Linked DNA regions of Mus musculus: regions 2, 3 and 4 are each linked to region 1. A link is a contact called in public ChIA-PET and promoter capture Hi-C data. All regions are on one chromosome and are shown on one strand. Each heading gives the region's core, a stretch centred on a gene start, on an enhancer-like site or on the middle of the called end of the contact. The rest is flanking DNA. Distances are from core to core; before and after follow the strand shown. Region 1 holds the start of Lrrc58 (leucine rich repeat containing 58). Region 2 overlaps Popdc2 (popeye domain containing 2). Region 3 holds the start of Nr1i2 (nuclear receptor subfamily 1, group I, member 2). Region 4 overlaps Gsk3b (glycogen synthase kinase 3 beta).

Region 1 (2,568 bases), core at 19-2,518:
CCTAAGATAAAATTTTGAAATGTGAATAGTTCCTCAGGGTCAAAGGAAGCGCAGCGTGGTTTTTTTTTGTTGTTGTTGTTTTTGGGTTTTTTTGTTTTTTTTTTTTGTACCCAACCCCAACCCCACAATTTAGTGAAGCTGCCTTTCTGGGTGTGTGTGTGTGTGCAAGGCTCACTGACTCCACAAATGGTACTTTGGGTATCGGGAAAAGAGGGGAACTGGAAATAAAAACCAAGGAAGTAGGTCAGCACCTCCTACGCCACGTTAAATGCCACTTTGATGCAAACGCATGGAAAGTCTCGGAAGACTTAACCAGTAAGAAATCGCCAACCTCTGTTAACGGGAGCCCTTTTGACTCCCTGTCTAGACTCAAGAAAGAAGGCGAAGTCCGGCTTAGTGGCGCATGTCTTTTAGCCCCAGATTTGGGAGGTAGAGGCAGGCGGAGCTCTGTGAGCTTGAGGTTAGCATGGTCTCCACAATGAATTCCAGAGTTCATTGGGGGGCGCGGGGGGCGTCGAAGACCTGCGGCAGGCCAAACACAACCCAAAGGCTACCACCCACCCACCCACCCTTGGTCAGACGCTACGGGTGACAATGGCTCGCCTAGTCCCCCTCCCCCTCCAACCCGGTGCCACGGAGCTCGGGCCACCGCCCCGCTCCCCACCCCCGGGACTCGCCGCCGCTCACCTCCGCAAGTTCTCGATCTCGGCGGGGATGCTCTGCAGCTGGTTGCCGCCCAGGCTGAGGGTCTGAAGGGCGCGCAGCTCCAGCAGCGAGGCGGGCAGCTCCTGGAAGCAGTTGCCGCTGAGGTTGAGCACTTGGAGGCTGCGGCAGAGCGGCGACTGGGCCAGGCCCTTGGGCAGCGAGCCCGGGCCGCCGAGCCGGTTGTTCCTGGCCAGCAGCGTGCGCAGGCCGCTCAGCGTCAGCAGCTCGGGCCCCAGCGCCGTGAGCGAGTTGCCGCTCACGTCCAGGAGCTGGAGGTGCGGGAAGCCGCCGCCCAACGCCCGCGGCAGCGACGTCAGGCGGTTGTAGGGCAGCAGCAGCCGCAGGAGAGCCTCGCGCGCGCCGCGCCGCTCCTCGGCGCGCGCCTCCAGCTCCGACTCCAACGCCTCGGCCGACACGCTGAGGCGGGACCAGTTGAGTTCGGCCTCCCCGAGCGCGGCCTCCTCCATCCCGCCGGATCCCGGGCCCGCGAGCCGAGGCGGCGCGCCCCGGAACCTAAAGCGAGCGCCGCGTCGGAAGTGGCGCGGCGCGGCCCGGTACGGCCCGGGCGCTCACCCCCGCGCGCCCTCCGAGTCACGCGATGGTCGGCGCCGGGTGCGCGCGCCGCTCCGGGGGCCGGGCTCCGCCTCACGTGGCGCACGGCGCGGCGTCCGCTGCGCAGGAGCCGAGGCCTGGCGCTCCCGGGAACCGTGTGAGGGAGCTGTGCTCGCCCGGGCGTCGCGGGGCTCGGTGGGCGAGCCGGAGGCCTGAGGCTCCCCGGAGCGGGCAGCTCGCCCTTTATAGTGTGGCACCCGGTGGTGGCCTTGGCCGCCAGAGTAAACAGCTCCGGGGCTGTTGATCCCGCCCGGGGGCCTGCGCGTCACGGGGCGCCGCCTCCTTTGTTCTCACTTGAGGCCGGGGCCCCCCCATTTTTGCGGGATCCAGAGAGAGTAGCCATGACGGGGACGTAGCCTGAGAATTTAATGTCTTCAGGAGAACGTGCTTGGTGGCCCCACGCCTCTCGTCCCCGCTCTGAAATGCAGAGGCAGCCGTACTGAGTCTGAGGCCCGCCTGACCTACATAGCCCAGGCTAGCCAGGGCTACACGGTGAAGAACAAAGGCCTCTTCGAAGCTAAAGCCAAAGTCGGAGATGGCTGTCGCCCCAGCTGGAAAGCATGCTTGAAGACCTTCCCTTCCCTGATTGCCTGTTGTTTCTTAAAGCATTGTCTAACGCGAGCGAGCCAAGACAGCCACAGCTATACAGTGAAACCTTGTTTGGAAAAAAAACAAACCCCAAAACAACAACAAAAAGCACCATTGTAAAAGTATTGTGTGTCCAATAAGAACTTTGTCCACGTCAATCACAGAATCACTCCTGTGGGCTTTGGTCCCTTGGGCATGGGAATGCGCTTGGGAGTTGGATATAGGAGCCCCCTTTATTAGATCTAGCTTACACTGAGCTCAGATGGAGAAAGCGTTCAAAGCACTCTGCAAGTGAGAACTAGATAGAATTTAACTGGGAAAGTCTTGACTCTAGCTCTAATTCACTAATTCCAGTAGATTTATTTTCATCCTGATCCCATTTCAATGTCAATCTTTTCTGAGATTTCGTTTTGTAATTTTAAAGTCATTAGTGGAAATAAGAGAAAAGCTTAGTTTCTTACCGAGCTTAAATACAAGAAAGTTAAAAGGTTATGTGATAACCAGTGGGATTAAATTGCTTTTTTTCCTAAAAATCATAACCTCATCTACTCAGTTGTGCAGATGAGAGACTTCATGCTACTTCACAGCTAAGCTTTATGATTGAGTTGTCATGTTTGTTAGTTTAAACAATCTATGAGTGGAATTTAAAAAATATGTGCCAGA
Region 2 (2,568 bases), core at 43-2,542, 510 kb before region 1:
TGAAGGTGAGTTTCTTCACGTCATGTCCATCCCCCAGCTTGCCACACATCTTTCTGGAGGGCTAAGAGGAGGGGTGAGAGTATAAGTGGCCATCCGGGGAACATGGAGGAGTGCCATCTGGCTACAGAGACGACAGCTCTGTGATCCTTAGAGCTCAGGAGTGTGAATTGGAGCCAGAGGGGCCTGGGATCTGGACATAACTTGAGAAGAGTTCTGGAGAGGACGTCTAGAGGCTGTGGAGAGAAACAGAAGAAGGATGTCAGCGCGTGGCTCCAGAGGGTTTGCCAGATTTCATGGGATCCTTGTACAGTTTCTATGTCCTCTTTAGACCCCAGTTTTGACTGCACCCCAATGCCTAGCCACAAGCAGTTGTGCCTTTCAGTTCTTTCATTCTAGGACATGGAAGGGTCATGGAGGGCTCACTTCTGATGTTATTATCTAGGCCCATTTTCTCTTGGTCTGTAGGTGAGAGACAGAGCCTCTTCTTGAGTGCTCAAAAGAAAACACTCTCCATCCTGCTTACTGCTCATGGACTGTGCTGCCTAGTTTCTGTCAAGTTGACACAGGCTGAAGTCATCTGTGAGGAGGGACCCTCAATAAAGAAAATGCCTCCAGATGAGCCAGCTATGGGCAAGCCTGCAGGGCATTGTCTTAGTGATCAATGCGGGAGGACTCAGCCCACTGTAGCTGGTGCTGTCCCTGGGCTGGTGGTCCTGGGTTCTATAAGAGAGGAGGCTGAGCAAGCCATGAGGAAGGAGCAAGCCAGTAAGCAGCGCCCTCCTTGGCCTCTGCGTCAGCCCCTGCCTCCAGGTTCCTGCCTTGTTCCTGTCCTGACTTCCCTGATGATGAACAGCAATGTGGAAGTGTACGCTGAAAAAACCCTTTCCTTTTCAGGGTGGGAGGGCAGAGAGTGGGTTCCAGGGAAGGAAGGGAAAGCAGTTCCTTTGGCCGTCGTGGTGTTTCATCACAGCTATAGAAACCCTAACTAAGACGTGGATGATGGAAGAAAAACCACCCAAGCCCTGAACTGAAATTCGAAAGGCTTTGCAAGACGCCAACTTTCATTTCTACAAAGAGACGGGTGGGAAGACGAAGCTGGCAGAGCAGAGCTGGAAGAAAGATCTGGGCAGAGAAGACTGCTGCCCTGGACCTCACCCACACAGGGGGCCTCCGCCAGCAGAGCAGCCACTGCTGAGGCCCCCGGCCCCCCCCCCCCCGAGCCTGCGCGCCTGCGCGCCTGCGCCTAAGAGCAGAAAGTCTGCCCAGTGGCTGTTTGCTTGCTTGCACTGGCAGCCATCTGCTGGACCAGAAAATACCAACAGCAATCCGCAACAATCAGCTTTCATTCTGAGGGAAGAGTCTGAATGAAGCTCAGGAATAGATGCCGTCTCTCAGCCTCCTCCCAGGATGCACCTCAGTTGGGATAGGATTCTGCCAGCCACCAAGCTGGAAACCACTTCCACCGGGTTCCGTTTGTTATTGAGTTCTTGGAAGTGCTGCTCTCCGCCCCCCTCACCCCCCAGTCCCTGCCAGCTTTTTCCACAGGGTGGGATGGCAGAGGGTAGGTTCCAGGGAGGGAAGGCAGTCACACAGAAGCTGCCTAACATATGACCACTTAAAACTATGTGTTCACCTCATTCTGAACACTCTGTGGTTTGAAAGTAAAACCTGCCTGTTCTTTCCTTCCTCTCCGCTATTTAAATAAAACATGGATGGACACACACAAGGATATCTGGAGGCTAACAGTGGTTCTGGGGAGAGATCCCATGATAATTTGGAATCATCCTTATAGGGGATAATGACATCAAGGCTAGAAGTTAGGATTCTAGGATGTGATGAAGCTCCTGGGGTGGGAGGAGCTTGTGCAGGGACCCCAAGACATCCTGCCATTTTGCACAGTGAGTTAGGCTCCCAGACAAAGATGCCTCAGAGGTGCTAAGGTTATTTCTAATGCTGTCACAGCGAATATTCTGTCCAGATTTGCTTTACTGTGCAGCCAGCCACAAAAGTTCTAGTGTCCTTCAATGGTGCCTGTCTCCTGACATCTGGGAAGCATCCCTAAAACTGGGCCTTTTTCAGGCCTTGATTTGAATGGATTCAGAATTAGAAAAACAGAGACACAGGGTTGCTTAGGGCAGAGACGAGAGAGACAAGCCAGAGACTGGGGCAAAGGGGAAAGAGAGCAACCAGATCGCCAGACATCCAAGCCACAGGACGGGAGAAGTCAGGGGGCAGGTGGGGATGGAGAGGGTGAAGTGTAAGCAAGAGGGATGCTTAGAGCCACAAACCAAGACAACAGGGACAAGCAGGAGTCAGGAATGGGAAAGAGCCAAAAGAAGAACAGAAGTCAGTGCTGTGTGAAATGAAGAGGTGGGGAAGCAGGCTGGACAGCATGAAGCACCCATAGCTCACACTGGTCAGCAAGGAACGGGGTGTGGAGAGACAGAGGACAAATGCACAGGAAGGTACACTAAGCTATCCTGAGCCTCAGAGCCTTGGATTACTCCACAGGAAATGATAACATCCATATCTCTAAAGCCAGGGTCGGTCTTCATGGCCTTCATCTCT
Region 3 (2,568 bases), core at 47-2,546, 430 kb before region 1:
CCCTGGAGGTCCTTGGACCACCCTGCTCCCTTCCTTTGGCTTCACCTGAACTTGCACCATTAGTGTGTCATGAATTTAGTTGGCTATCTGAGTTTTCCTTTTTCTTTTCTTTTTTTTTTTTAATTTATGGTTTTGTTTATGTTTTTATAAAATTGACCAAGGACGCTGACTGCCTAGGCTTGCCTCTGGTGGATGGTTCAGGAGCTCCTAGTGCTGGTTGCAGGGGAAGAAAGTTTGAGCAGAGGTCAGGACTCCAGTTTCTCCTCCTTTCCAGCCATGCGTGGGAGTGACTCAGGTCCTCTCTGGGCCTCCAGTCTGGGGTTCTTAGTAACTACCACAAACTGGGTGTTTAAACTGGCTTCCAAATAAAGCCCTACCCAGATAAATGTTGATGCCTGGCAGCCCTGCAGTCTTCTTATGCCACCTAGAGCTCAGGACAGCATCTGCAGAGGAAGAGAGACCAGACAATCCCTCAGGAACCGAAGAGCATTTCTCTCCTTTGGGAAGTTCCTCATTTGTCCTGGATTCCCTGTTTCTGCTGTAAATAACTTGCCATTTTTATAGGAGAGGTGAATAGAGACCTTTGTATGCCAGAAGAGCCCCGAGAGATGATAAAAGCTGTAATAATTTACCCGTGACCCCAGGACTTCTGGTGAGGTGCCCTGCCCATTCTGGAATCCTGCCCATTCATCTCAGTACAGAAAAAAAAAAGACCTGCTTCCACTCGTGGAAATAAGTGTCCCTTGTCAGGCTTCCCAGATATGCAAGCCCCCAGGGCCAAGGACACCCCGATGATGTCCTGCTACCCCAGAGCCCACTAGACAGGAAGCTTCTAGAAGGGTCCGAGAGAAGAGAAAACTCTCAGACAGTTCCTGGTAGTCCCAGCCAGCTTTCTGTCCTGTGGTTGGAACTGCAAGGTCATACCTGTCTCGAAGCTATTTCCTCCCTCTCTCTCATATCAACAAGCCAGTGTCATGTGTGTGGCCTTTTCCTTACTTTCACGTAAACTGCTTCTGTCCAGGAAATTAACTTAGGGAAAAAAAGTGTTAGGAGCTATAGATTCAAAGGCACTTTACCTCTAGAGGCAAAATCACCCTCAGAGAGGCAAACATTGGCCCAGAATTACTTAGAGCAAACACTTAAAACACACTTCCCCTCCCTTACATGTTTTACAGTGAAGACAACTATGAAAAAAATAGGAAGGGGATATAACAAGAGTAAATACGGTAATCTGGTCATTGCTAGCTCGGGTGCTGGACTTGGGACTTGGGAGTGCCAACTGGGGCCCCTTACTACATTGGACCTGGGGTGTACTGTGGGCAAGAACAAGTATGGTTCCTATGCCTGTGGACAACATAGCCTAAGGTTAGCTGAGGGTGAGAATCGGGGATAGATACTGCTCTTTTGTCTACTTGGATGGTCAGCCTCTCCCTAGGGGCCTGACCTTGGCTCATAGGAAACACTGAGGACTTAAGCTGAGATCTCCATGTGCAGCCAGGTAGCCACGGCAGGTGTGCTGAGCTCTGGGCAGAACCATCGTTCCTGATTCTTCAAGGTGGACCCCAAGGGGGAAATCCAACAAAAGCAGTGGCCCCCAGACAGGTATGATCTTTCCTTCTTTCTCTTTCTAAGAGTCAGATGCCCTCTGCCTCTGAACAGAAGGCTGAGGGGGATACAAATGAGGTCGGAGGTCAGCAATGTGAAGGAGTATGGAGGACAATGACACCTTTTTCTCTCCTCTTCTCCTTCCTGGGTCAAACAAAGCATGAAGACAGTTGTGGAGCCAAGGTGCTCTGCTACCTGGCCTACACTTGTGTTGCCAGGAAGCATCACAACAGAAGCCTTGTGTATGTGACATCGGGCATTAGATAGGCAGCCGAGCCCCTTCTGTGACAGGGTTGGAGTCCCTGACCTAGGAAACACCGCTGCTGAAGACCATGAGAATCAGGAACTATTAGCACTGGCTCCCAGAGCTTGTCAGGTTAGTGCTGGCAGCCCCCGGGGACATAGACAGCGGCAGGATGGTCACGAGGCCTCACATTCTCATTAGCGGTGTCTCAGTACACACTATATCCGTGTACAGTGGTCGGCTTTAGACTCTGTTTGTCAGAGTCATTCCCGTTATGTTCAGTACCCTAGGTCCCATCTCTGCTCCATACAACAGCCCGAGGCGCAGGCTAGAGACATGGCTTTAAGGCTCCTCCACATCCAGGAGCTACCTTAGGAGATGCCTTCAAGGCCACCAAACCTTCCCTCTGTGCTTCAGGTGTGGCATTGTCCCTTGCACGTGCATGACTGTTTTTCATTGCTGCCGGGAAGGCAAAGGACCACCACACAGATGAAAAGTGGCTGAATTATCTACACTGAGAGGAATCCTTGGTCTCTAATGACTTGGCCAGAGTCTAAAGTATTCCAAGTAAGGCCTCTGAAGCCTGGCTTACCCTGTTCATTAATAGACTTTTTTGAATACACAAAAATACTTGCTTAAAAATGCTTTATTTATATAATAAATGTAATCTAAACTGGGATCACCAAGTTATAGCTCATGGGCCAAATCTGGCCCATCAG
Region 4 (2,568 bases), core at 46-2,545, 370 kb before region 1:
GTAATCCATCTCTGATCTTCCCTTAGAGCTTCAGATTTTAGTGACCTCCCTGGGCTACCAATAATACACCTTGGTTTTTCTTTGTCTTTTTTTTTTTTGTCTGTCATACCTGACATCACACGCCAAAGGCAAGTCTTCAAATCCTAAGGATAAGTACACATTGTACAAGTGACAGTAAGTCCCTGGTGAGTTACACCTGCTAAGCTCCCAACCAATTTCAAGCTGTGCACTGTATCAAAGTCTTACGCCAGGCTTTAAAAGAAAACAAATCCAGAAAATAAACCAGCACAGAACAGGTTTTCTTCTGTTGCGGTGGGGGCGTGAGGCAGGAGTCTGGTTTTTAAGGTATACAATAGCGGACTTCTGACTTTAAAAAGAAAAGAAAAGATTGTCGTGGGAGAGATTGTGTTTAATGCTCTGCTCCTCCCCGCCCAACCCTCCCCACCTCTTGGATCTCCTGAAAAGTGAGAATACAATGAAACTGGTTTGTATTTATATAGATATTTTACAAGGTTAAATAAGAACAACAATAAAAAAAATTGAACACTAAAATGAACAGGGTTTTTTTGTTTTTGTTTTTGTTTTCCTCTTTTTAATTTTCTTTCCAAACGTGACCAGTGTTGCTGAGTGGCACTCAAGTAAGTGCTGGTCTTTCCCGCGCAGCTGGCTCCTGGGGGCTGTTCAGGTGGAGTTGGAAGCTGATGCAGAAGCGGCGTTATTGGTCTGTCCACGGTCTCCAGCATTAGTATCTGCAAATCCAAAGGCCCAAGAAAGCGTGAGCAACGTTATAACACTGCAAAGAGCACAAGTACACCACTCACCGCACAGTGCTGAGGCCTACCAGAGCTGTCATTGCCTATGTGGGTTCAAACACACAGCACCAGGACTTCCTTTCTGCTAGGAGCTCAGTGATGGCACAAGTGTGCGTGCACATGCGTGTGTGGTGTATGTGCGTGTGGCAGTACACTTAATGCATCACAGACTCAGGAATTTGAGGTCACTTCTGTCAAGGCTTTGCTATAGCTAGTACTGACCGGCAGTACTCAGGTTGGAGTCTAGCTTACTGAAAATAAATGACACTAGCTAAAGATCCTGAGCCGTGTTCCAACAGGCCATCTGCTAAGGGCCTGGACAAGTGAAGACACAGCAGATGCCAAGAACACATAGGAACCTTACCACTTAAGGGTAAGCTGTTCAGTTTATCAACTTCACGACCACTTTCTAAAAACTGCACTTCCTCTCTGAACTCTGCATTTTCCTGTTCCTCAAATAATCTGCCCTTCCATTCCTTTAGCCCACTAGGGGGCAGTCAACAGGGGAATGCTTTTAGTTCTACTTCCTTATAGATACCACAGAGTCACGCTGCCAGAGCACGGAAACATCTAGCTCACAGGTGCATGGCACATGAACCAGAGCCTCCTTCCGAAGGCAGCAGGCGGCTTTCTCAGCACTGAAGAGTCAGGTCTAAGGCTTCAACCATGACTTCCTTAGACATGCCCTACTAGAAGGGAGTTTTCTGTTCACAGCCACCTAAATTTGGTGTACTACTAACTCAACATGAATTCCTGTCTAGAAGACAGATCACATCAGGGCTTTCTTCATCATTTTTAGAATTCAGGCACAGGCTGCATTAATTAAAAACATTTCAGAAGCAGGCTGGAAAACCAGAGTTACTTCAGAATTGCAATGTTCCTAATAGCATTTCCTGGTTCTACACAATTGTCAACAAATGCACGGTCATCACCAAATGACACCCACTTTCAGCAGAAGATGCCAGGAGGAACTTTTGTTCTATCTTACAACCCAGGACTTAATGGATACCTATCACATCCACATATCAACTAGTATGGTAGGCAGCTCTGGCCATGGTGGCTACCAGGGTTGCCAGCAGATGCCTGCCAAGGTGAATACAGTAAATACTCCCCCTACCAGCAACCTGCACATTTCGGGTAATTACTCTTTTGGTAAAGTCCTTTGTAACAACTAATCGTCAGATGCCCTTTACCAGCTATAGCCCATTCATACCAACCATCCTCCCCTTCCTCTGAGTAAATTCAAAGTCTGTCTGCATGATCAGCATGAAAAGCACAAACATTTTATGTGATCATGTAACTGGAAATGAGCTTCCTATCTGAATAATAAAATCTGCTGGGTGTTCATGTTCCTCAGATTTAAAATCTAACGATCTCATCATTGTTCTCAGCATTGTATCCAAACCATGTGATAAGGAGTCTTTAACAGGTAATCATGATTACCAAAGTCTTTTTGCCAGGTGTGGTGACCATCTCTGTCTACACAGTGAGAGAGACAATGATTCCACATACAAGCAAATCCTTTATATGCAAAATTACGCTTTTAATTTGTATTTTAAAAAAGCATCAAACAAACAAACAAAAGAAAAGCTGGCTAGAGGCTCAATGTGGTGTAGGGGCTGCTGTACAGAACAGCTCATCTTTACTATATGAAGACAGAACAGAATATACAGAAGAGACAGTTGGAGCAGTCAAACACTCTGTATGGGATGGGTAGAGAATAAAGCATTCTGAAAACAAGTGCAGAGCTGACCCT

Evidence for each region. Promoter capture Hi-C pulls out the DNA fragments that hold promoters and counts their contacts. ChIA-PET counts read pairs in DNA pulled down with a chosen protein or histone mark.
Region 2: a contact with region 1 is called in an RNA polymerase II ChIA-PET map of memory CD8 T cells, with 6 read pairs. The contact joins the enhancer-like site here to the promoter of Lrrc58 in region 1. A contact is called at or near these places in 3 of 39 promoter capture datasets (hippocampal neurons, pre-B cells and stem cell-derived epiblast-like cells) and 2 of 115 datasets of contacts at active chromatin or transcription factors (embryonic forebrain and memory CD8 T cells).
Region 3: a contact with region 1 is called in a promoter capture Hi-C map of hippocampal neurons, with 2.9 times the contacts expected there. The contact joins the promoter of Nr1i2 here to the promoter of Lrrc58 in region 1. A contact is called at or near these places in 10 of 39 promoter capture datasets (the 3T3-L1 cell line, 3T3-L1-derived adipocytes, cranial neural crest and 5 more), 3 of 484 Hi-C or Micro-C datasets (embryonic stem cells and liver), 4 of 115 datasets of contacts at active chromatin or transcription factors (embryonic forebrain, embryonic stem cells, extraembryonic endoderm stem cells and 1 more) and 1 of 9 other capture datasets (embryonic stem cells).
Region 4: a contact with region 1 is called in an RNA polymerase II ChIA-PET map of memory CD8 T cells, with 17 read pairs. The contact joins the enhancer-like site here to the promoter of Lrrc58 in region 1. A contact is called at or near these places in 8 of 39 promoter capture datasets (the 3T3-L1 cell line, the C10 cell line, HPC-7-derived erythroid cells and 4 more), 12 of 115 datasets of contacts at active chromatin or transcription factors (bone marrow-derived macrophages, cardiomyocytes, embryonic forebrain and 8 more) and 3 of 9 other capture datasets (adipose tissue, embryonic stem cells and liver).

What each region holds. Positions count from the first base shown.
Region 1 is chr16:37,867,100-37,869,667 of GRCm38.p6, reverse strand. Lrrc58 (leucine rich repeat containing 58) reads right to left here and starts at 1,268. Exons shown (of 4, transcript NM_177093.3): 1 at 688-1,268. The coding sequence starts at 1,172.
Region 2 is chr16:38,375,320-38,377,887 of GRCm38.p6, reverse strand. Popdc2 (popeye domain containing 2) reads right to left here. Exons shown (of 4, transcript NM_001081984.2): 4 at 1-233. Among named protein-coding and RNA genes, the nearest start is that of Popdc2, 14 kb to the right of the region's middle. Within about 2 kb of position 1,292, at least 184 of the 459 cell types and tissues checked have an H3K27ac peak or open chromatin away from gene starts, as enhancers often do. A contact at or near this core is called in hippocampal neurons and memory CD8 T cells, where this site is marked.
Region 3 is chr16:38,293,552-38,296,119 of GRCm38.p6, reverse strand. It overlaps Nr1i2 (nuclear receptor subfamily 1, group I, member 2), which reads left to right and starts at 1,296. Exons shown (of 9, transcript NM_010936.3): 1 at 1,296-1,602.
Region 4 is chr16:38,238,683-38,241,250 of GRCm38.p6, reverse strand. Gsk3b (glycogen synthase kinase 3 beta) reads right to left here. Exons shown (of 11, transcript NM_019827.7): 11 at 1-749. The coding sequence ends at 682. Among named protein-coding and RNA genes, the nearest start is that of Nr1i2, 55 kb to the left of the region's middle. Within about 2 kb of position 1,295, at least 77 of the 459 cell types and tissues checked have an H3K27ac peak or open chromatin away from gene starts, as enhancers often do. A contact at or near this core is called in bone marrow-derived macrophages, epiblast stem cells and memory CD8 T cells, where this site is marked.